Linked DNA regions of Rattus norvegicus: region 2 is linked to region 1. A link is a contact called in public Hi-C data. All regions are on one chromosome and are shown on one strand. Each heading gives the region's core, a stretch centred on a gene start, on an enhancer-like site or on the middle of the called end of the contact. The rest is flanking DNA. Distances are from core to core; before and after follow the strand shown. Region 1 has its middle 9.7 kb from the start of Phb1l1. Region 2 holds the start of Rai2 (retinoic acid induced 2).

Region 1 (3,560 bases), core at 693-3,192:
TGAAAGATTTAGAATGCTCCCGTTTTGTTATTATGTCATGGGATGCATAAGATGATGAACTAAGTACAGAAGGAAAATATGGGACCTATTTAATATTGGGTCCATCCCTTCAAAACTTTGATTTTGCACATATTTTATAATGTTCCTATTTATTCAGGAGTCCATGCATGCAATTTACTTCAAAAAATCCACACACTCTGGAAAGGCAAATATTCAAACAAGTTTTTTGTTTTGTTTTGTTTTTGTTTTTGTTTTTTTGTATTTCAGTGGTGAGATTCTGCGCTATTGCTTGTTTTATTTTCCTATGCCTAAGAATGAAGAAACAGTCTGGCTGTTGTGATGTGCACTTGTAATGCAGTCCAAGAGAACGGGAGATAGCAGGATCAACAGTTAAAGGAGCCTTCTATGGCTACAGTAGTGTGCTCAAGGTCAGCCTGCCTGGACTGCAGGAGAGCCTTTTTCAAGAATTCAATAAAGATACAGGAGACCTTTTTGAAGAATGCCTTTTGTTTAGAAAATACTGTGATGTATCTCTTTTGTATGGATGGATTTTCATGTACTGTACTGTTTGGCTACAAAGGGCATATGTGTACTTTCTTCATGGAGTCACTTGGGTACATATACATTTAACAAGGGTCCCCTAAATCCCAATACTCTGCTAGACATGTAGGATGCAGTAATTGTGACTTTTACCCTAGAGAGTGCCGTGCTTCCGAAGGAATAAATTGGGAAGGGTGATATCATTGGGCTCATGTTACAATGGGTGAGGGAGCTCTTAGCTTATGCTGGCATATTCAGGAAAGCTTTGTAGAGGAGGAATAATTTTGAACTGCACACTGAGGAAGTGACCAAATTAAGAAGAGGGGAAAGAGCGTTGGGAGGAGGGCAACCCTGAGTGAGAGACATGTGCTGGGAGAACCTACCCCTTCTGTATACCTGGAATTTACACATGAGGGAAGAAGCAACTTGTGAGCACAAAGCTGGGCTGGGGCCTGACCTCAGAATTGTTGCCTACACGTGAGGCCAGGCATACTTGTTTTATTTTCTACGTATATAGAATTACCAATTACCAGAACGATTCTGGTGCCAGTATAGAGGGAAAAGGCAGGGAGAGTCGAGGCATTCCCCCTCATTCAGTTCTGAGGTTAATTTTACAGTCTTGGCAAGGAATGGTATGGGGTGGGTCAATAACAGTATGAAAAAGAGAAGAAATTATAGATTTGAGAAAAATTGAAGAGTCTGAGTAAGGCAAACCAGAGCCTGAGTAGTACAGATGAAAGAGAAATCATGGCAAACAGGTCCATGTTTCCTCTTAAGCCACCAGGAAGAAGTTGTCTGCAGGAAACCCGTATGTAAGTATTGGATCTGGGAAGGGAAGAGAGCTTTAGGTATGATGCATATGATGTTCTACCTGTGGAGACACAAGGTGGAAAGGAGGGTGGAACAGAAGCCAGGAGGCAAACACAATAAAGACAGGGAAAGCAACCTGAGAAACATTCATGGCTCTCTATGAAACTACTGTCATCTGTAAAATTAAGTGGAAGGAGTGTTGAGAGGGGGCATACCAGAAATAAGGAAAGGAGAAATGGGGAAAGGGGAAAGGAGAGAGAGAGAGAGAGAGAGAGAGAGAGAGAGAGAGAGAGAGAGAGAGAGAGAGAGAGAGACTGACTTTATTCAGTGACCCAATAATTGAAACACCAATAATTTGGAGTTTGGGGATTGATTTTTAATTTTTCATGTTCTCAGCAGTGAAAATAGCATGGATAAGCTATGAATGAAATGTCTAAAGTACAGCATTTCCTTCATCTGGTGCTTGTACAGACACCTTTGACCTGGATTCAGACGAAGCCTGAATTAGAAAGGTCAGACAGACCCTGGGGCAGAGCCAATACATCTAAGTGACATCTTTGAAAGCAGAGAAGGGGCTGTGGTCAGCAATTCTTGGAGGCTTAACTAGCTACTGCGCGTTGTGGACCAAAAGTTGAGGACACGGCGCTCTGTCTTACTGTGTGAGTTTACTGTCAGGAGCTTGCCACCTAAGGGACAGACACTGACTGGCTCAGTAAAATGGGAAATGCTGTCCTTTGCTGTGCCCATCTCGGAGAAGCCTTGGGGAAGAGGCTCTCAGCCTCAACAGCCCTCCCAGATGCAGAATGAAGAGGTGGTACTAACAAGGGAACAAGGGCTGTTTCATGCAGTGGGTCAATTTCTGGATAAGAGCCAGTTGCTTAGTGGTGGCTGTCATTGAAGCTGAGAAAGGGCAAGATGTAAAGAGAGTTTAGACACACACAAACACACACACACACACACACACACACACACACACAAAGAAATAAGAGGAGTGGTCACTGGGGTCAGAGAGCCAGTACCACCTGGAGACAACCCCACCCCACCCCACCCCCACACAGCCTGGAGGGCATCTTGTGCTCTCAGCCAAAGCCAGTTTCCAATGTCCATAACAATGACTGAGTCAAAGAAAAGTTCCCCATGCCAAAACACTTAATGCATTTTTGAAAAGATTCCCATTGAAAGCAGTTGCAATAAAAGGTTTCGGAGCTTAAAGAATTAGCCCTCCATTATCTGGCTCTCCCACCGCTTAGTGAGTACCATTTCCCAGCCACACAAAGAAAATCAACTATTCTCACCCCACTGTCAAGTACCTCAGGAGTATTCTTCATTCAAGAATAGTTGATACCTTCTTTCCAAATAATGTTATCTCTGTGTTAATACAATTCCCCCAAGGACTTCAGAAGGGCAAGACCCTGTTAGCTGGTTTCCATCAGTACTTGAAATCATAAAGGTATGTGTGTGTGTGTGTGTGTGTGTGTGTGTGTGTGTGTGTGTGTGTGTGTGTGTGTGTGTGTGTTTAAATAGCTTGTTAACAAGAAATTGTTAACCTTGTATGCTGGCCCTGGCAACTCGGGCACTGAATTCCTGAGCACTCAGAAGTCATTTCAATGCCCTGCATTGCTAGTGTGACTCCCTACTAGACAGCTGTAATTGGTGTTTGCATGGTGGAGAGAGGATTCTTTATTTTGTGGGGGACAATACTTGACCTTTGATTGTTATTCCAGGTCCCTGACTACATTCAAGGAGAGGAAATGACAGCAAGAACCCCTTTTCCTAATTCTGAGCCGGTAAGTCATTAGGACTCACATGCTCAAAATGTTTTGTTTTTTTTTTTACCACTGTGTAGAAGATGAGACAAATTAGTAAAATGTGCAGGCTGATAGAGACGTTGTCTAGAAGGTAGCATAAAACTCCAGTGTCAAGGTAAATATAATGCCCCTATCATGAGGTAACTTTTTGCTAACCATATGTTCAGGACCGAAGATGAGAAGCAGACAGGTGAGACTCTACAACAGAATGCCACCTGCTGCTTCACGATTTCTTTAATACAGTGTCCTTCATGATGTTTTGTTTCCATTGGGAAACCTGTGGCCACATGCAATTTTAATCCAGATACATACATGGTGAGGCCAAGCTGAAATTCTGTAAAGTCTGTTTAGGGTAAACCACCTGGACAAGATGATTCCAGAATCCAAGAAATGAGATATGGG
Region 2 (3,560 bases), core at 552-3,051, 69 kb after region 1:
AAAAACAAAGACCAAACGAAACAGAGTGAGCCATGAGAATATGCGGTTATCAAAACTTTGTTTGGCTGTATCTATTTATCATCGCCGCACACCCGGGCTCTGCGGAATATCATTCTGTTGATGTCACTTATCCTCAGCAAAATATTTACACATCCTTAAAAAACGCCAGATGAGGGAGGCTGGCCCTCTCGCTGCTGCAAGCCGCCTCTCAAGCCCATTGCCAGGTCTGGGCAGCTCAGAGGTGAGGGCACAGGGTGGATGGTATCAGTGGATACAGGTAAGAACAACTGATAGTTTTAGGAATGTGGCCACCCAGGCGCTGTGCCCTGCCCAGCCCGGCCCACTTCTCTACCTGACTCTGTAAGAAGCAGCCACATCCCCCAGCGCCTTCTCCTCTTCCCCCTCCCTTTCTCATTGATTAAGTTCCCAAACCATTGTTAAAGCTGGATTGCCGCCTTTTAAAAAACGGCTAAATTCATTAGGTTTCTCTCTTCCAAAAGAGAAATATTCATAAAAGTTTGGCAGTCAAAAGAGAGGCTGACTGAATACCTTGGGGTGGGTAACAAGTCACTCTTCGCAAAGCCACGGTCTTCCTTCATGCCCTATCTGTTTCTCCACCCATCCATCGTGCCCCAAACCCACTCCGCGGACTTCGGATAGGGAAACACAAAGCAGCAGCTGTTTGGCAACATTTCGACCCCTCGCCAACAACTGTGGTGGGATGCCATTTCCCCACCCAGGCGGAGCTTATCCTGAACAATAGTAGGGGTTTAAATGGCAAACAACAAACACACAGAGCAAGTCCCAACCCCGAGGAAAAAAAAAAAGCCAACGCGCAGGAAGGCAATAACTCCCTTCGCAGCAAAAGGCGCCACTGAAATGCACGCATACAAAAAAAAATGCAGCCAGAACGCTGCTTGGTGCCTAACATGGCAGAAAGCCGGGGCTGGTGTGGCCACCCCGGGTCTGGGCACTGTGGGGGCACCAGGGCTCCCAGGGCGCCGACAGGCACTCACCCTGCTCCAGCGGGATGCGGGACTTGCTGAGCGGCACAAAGAAGATCCCAGCACGATCTGGCAAAAACCAACTTTCCACCCAGCTCGCCAGGGCCGCCAGATACGTCAACAGAATCCATCTTTCGAAGGGCCTGGAAGGCGCCTGGTTTTCCTGGCTGGGGCAGAATGGCAGATACCGAGACAAGCCCGGTGCGGTGCCCGGGCACGGAGCGCACTTCGTGCCGCCCTCTAAGCCCAGTGCCAGAGCGGGTGGCGGCCCAAAACCCACTTCGGGGCCCCCGCCCCACCGGCTGGCGCCGCCTTCCCGACTGTCCCCGGCCGGGCTGGCCAGTGCGTAGCGCCGGCCAGCAGGAGCCTGGCCTGGGCGAGCAGCACAAGTGGTTGCCTCGACCCGCGTCCCCGCCCCCGCCCGGCCCTCCCCGCTGGCCCCGGCCTCTGGGCGCCGTCCTGCCCCCGGGAACAGGCAGGCCCCTCCCCGGGCGCCGGGCCCCGCCAGGCGCGCCCAGTCCGGCGCGCCCCCTTCGTCCTGGTGGCAGGTCCGCCTGGGGAGGGCGGGGGTGACCCCGACCAGCACAGGGGTGCCGCAGCCGCTACCTCGGGATCCGGGCTGCCGCCTCCAGGAAGCCACGGGGTGGACGTTGGTGTGGGAACTCTCTTGGTCTGGCCTCGCCGCTGGGCGCCTGAAGGGGGTGCACAGCGATGGGAGCCTCTGTCTTTGCTGTCACCCAGCCGCTGTCGCTGGCCGCCACTGCCGACTGTGTCTGTGCGCGTGTGTGCCTGTGTCCGGGAGAGTGTGTGTCTGCGTGCAGCGCCTGGCCTTTACTATATACACCAAGGGGTGGGAGGAGGCGGGGAAGGGGAGGGCTTGGGGGAGGTGGCGGAGGAAGGGGAGCAGGAGGGGGGGCGAAAGGGTACCCGAGGAGGCGGTGGCAGAGGAGGGACAGGTGATCTCGCCCACAGGGAGGGTGTGGTTGTGGGCGGTGCGAGGTGACAGAAGGCTGGGGAGCTGGAGGCGAGCGCTCTCTCTCTCTCTCTCTCTCTCTCTCTCTCTCTCTCTCTCTCTCTCTCTCTCTGTGTGTGTGTGTGTGTGTATGTGTGTGTGTATGCGCGCGCGTACATGCGTGTCTGTGTCTGTGTCTGTGTGTCTGTCCGTGCTCTCGGGTTGGGAAGGCCTGGACGAGTGGAGACTTTGCTGCTTCCAGGAGATCTGGAGTCCGTTCTAGATCTTAGGATGAAAAGCAAAAAAGAACAGAGCCCTGAAAGGGAAAGTGTTTGGTTGATAGAAATGGGAGCATTCAGAAGAACAGCTACCACCCTCCCTAATATGCCTCAGGAGATTGCGGTCTAGGTCAGAGATGACACTCCCAAGGCAGGACATTAGCAAAGACAAAATTAGTCCAGAAACAGAATATCGTGTCTAACCAAGAAGTGATTCACATATTAATTTAACATTTATTATGCACCCAGTGTTTGCCAGATACTGAGTTATGTAAGAACGGGAGTTACAGACATGATGAATACATGTCTGGTGTCCCATAAATAAACACTATGAATCAATAAACACTGGTCATCAAAATTGTTTTAAGTCTAAATCCATTTTACAATGTTTTAAGAATGCAAAGGAAGCAACTGTATTATTGGTTTAACGTATCCTCAGTGATGCTGAGGTTTTTCCTGTTAAAACAGGATGACGATATTTGAGAGTGAATGCTACAGCAAGAATTGCTTTAACCTGGTCAGAGAACAGTGTGACTCTTATAATCCTTTGTACACTCAAACCCCTTCAAGCTTCAGCATTGTGGCTATTAGTTGTGGCTTTTCTCTAGTAGAATTTGGGGTGACAAGGACACAAAATACCTAGAGAGCTGCCACCTTAACCCACCTGTTGATAACTAATACGGGAACCTGTACTTGTATGTATAAGGGTTCCTTCTAACCATGATGTTATGCAAACCTACTGCAATAGTATCCAGGGCCAAATTATGACTCTGTGGGAGCTTGTGGACGTCCTCATAAAAAAGATATTAAAAGTTACACTACAGTTGCTTTTGTATAAAGATAAATAAAAACGTCTTCAGTTTCAAGTAAAGTATCTTTTTGTGGGGGGGTATAGCTTTTCAATCTTTAGACTGTTTCTGTATGTACCTCCAGAATACTATGCCCTGACTAACACTGTACTATTAATGGAAGTCACCCAGCTAGTACCCATCCTTCCTACTATATTTTCCTTTCTTGAAAAAGAGTTCATTTAATGAAAAGTCAGTCGATACAGGGACAGAAAGATAAATAATCAAATTTTGGGAGCTGATAACATCTTCCTGTTTTGTTTTGTTGTTTTTTTCAGATGGGATTTGGGAGCTTAACCCACCCTAGAGTACACAGTACCTGTGGTAATAGTTACCTGTGAACATGTCTTCAGTCATTTAGCTGACTTTCTCTGTTCAGGGTTCTTGGATGTGTCAGGTGCTAGACACATCCAAGTATGCTAAGCACTGAACTGATAAAGGAAGGTATAGATTGAGGGCTGATGGGTTTGGAGTTTGA

The links. A called contact is a pair of places that touch in the nucleus more often than the background predicts.
Region 2: a Hi-C map of psoas muscle shows a contact between it and region 1, with 5 times the contacts expected there. The contact joins the promoter of Rai2 here to the enhancer-like site in region 1. A contact is called at or near these places in 4 of 12 Hi-C or Micro-C datasets (the A7r5 cell line, frontal cortex, kidney and 1 more).

What each region holds. Positions count from the first base shown.
Region 1 is chrX:36,571,504-36,575,063 of GRCr8, forward strand. No RefSeq gene overlaps it. Among named protein-coding and RNA genes, the nearest start is that of Phb1l1, 9.7 kb to the left of the region's middle. Within about 2 kb of position 1,943, at least 2 of the 93 cell types and tissues checked have an H3K27ac peak or open chromatin away from gene starts, as enhancers often do.
Region 2 is chrX:36,641,095-36,644,654 of GRCr8, forward strand. It overlaps Rai2 (retinoic acid induced 2), which reads right to left and starts at 1,802. Exons shown (of 2, transcript NM_001109316.1): 1 at 1,611-1,802.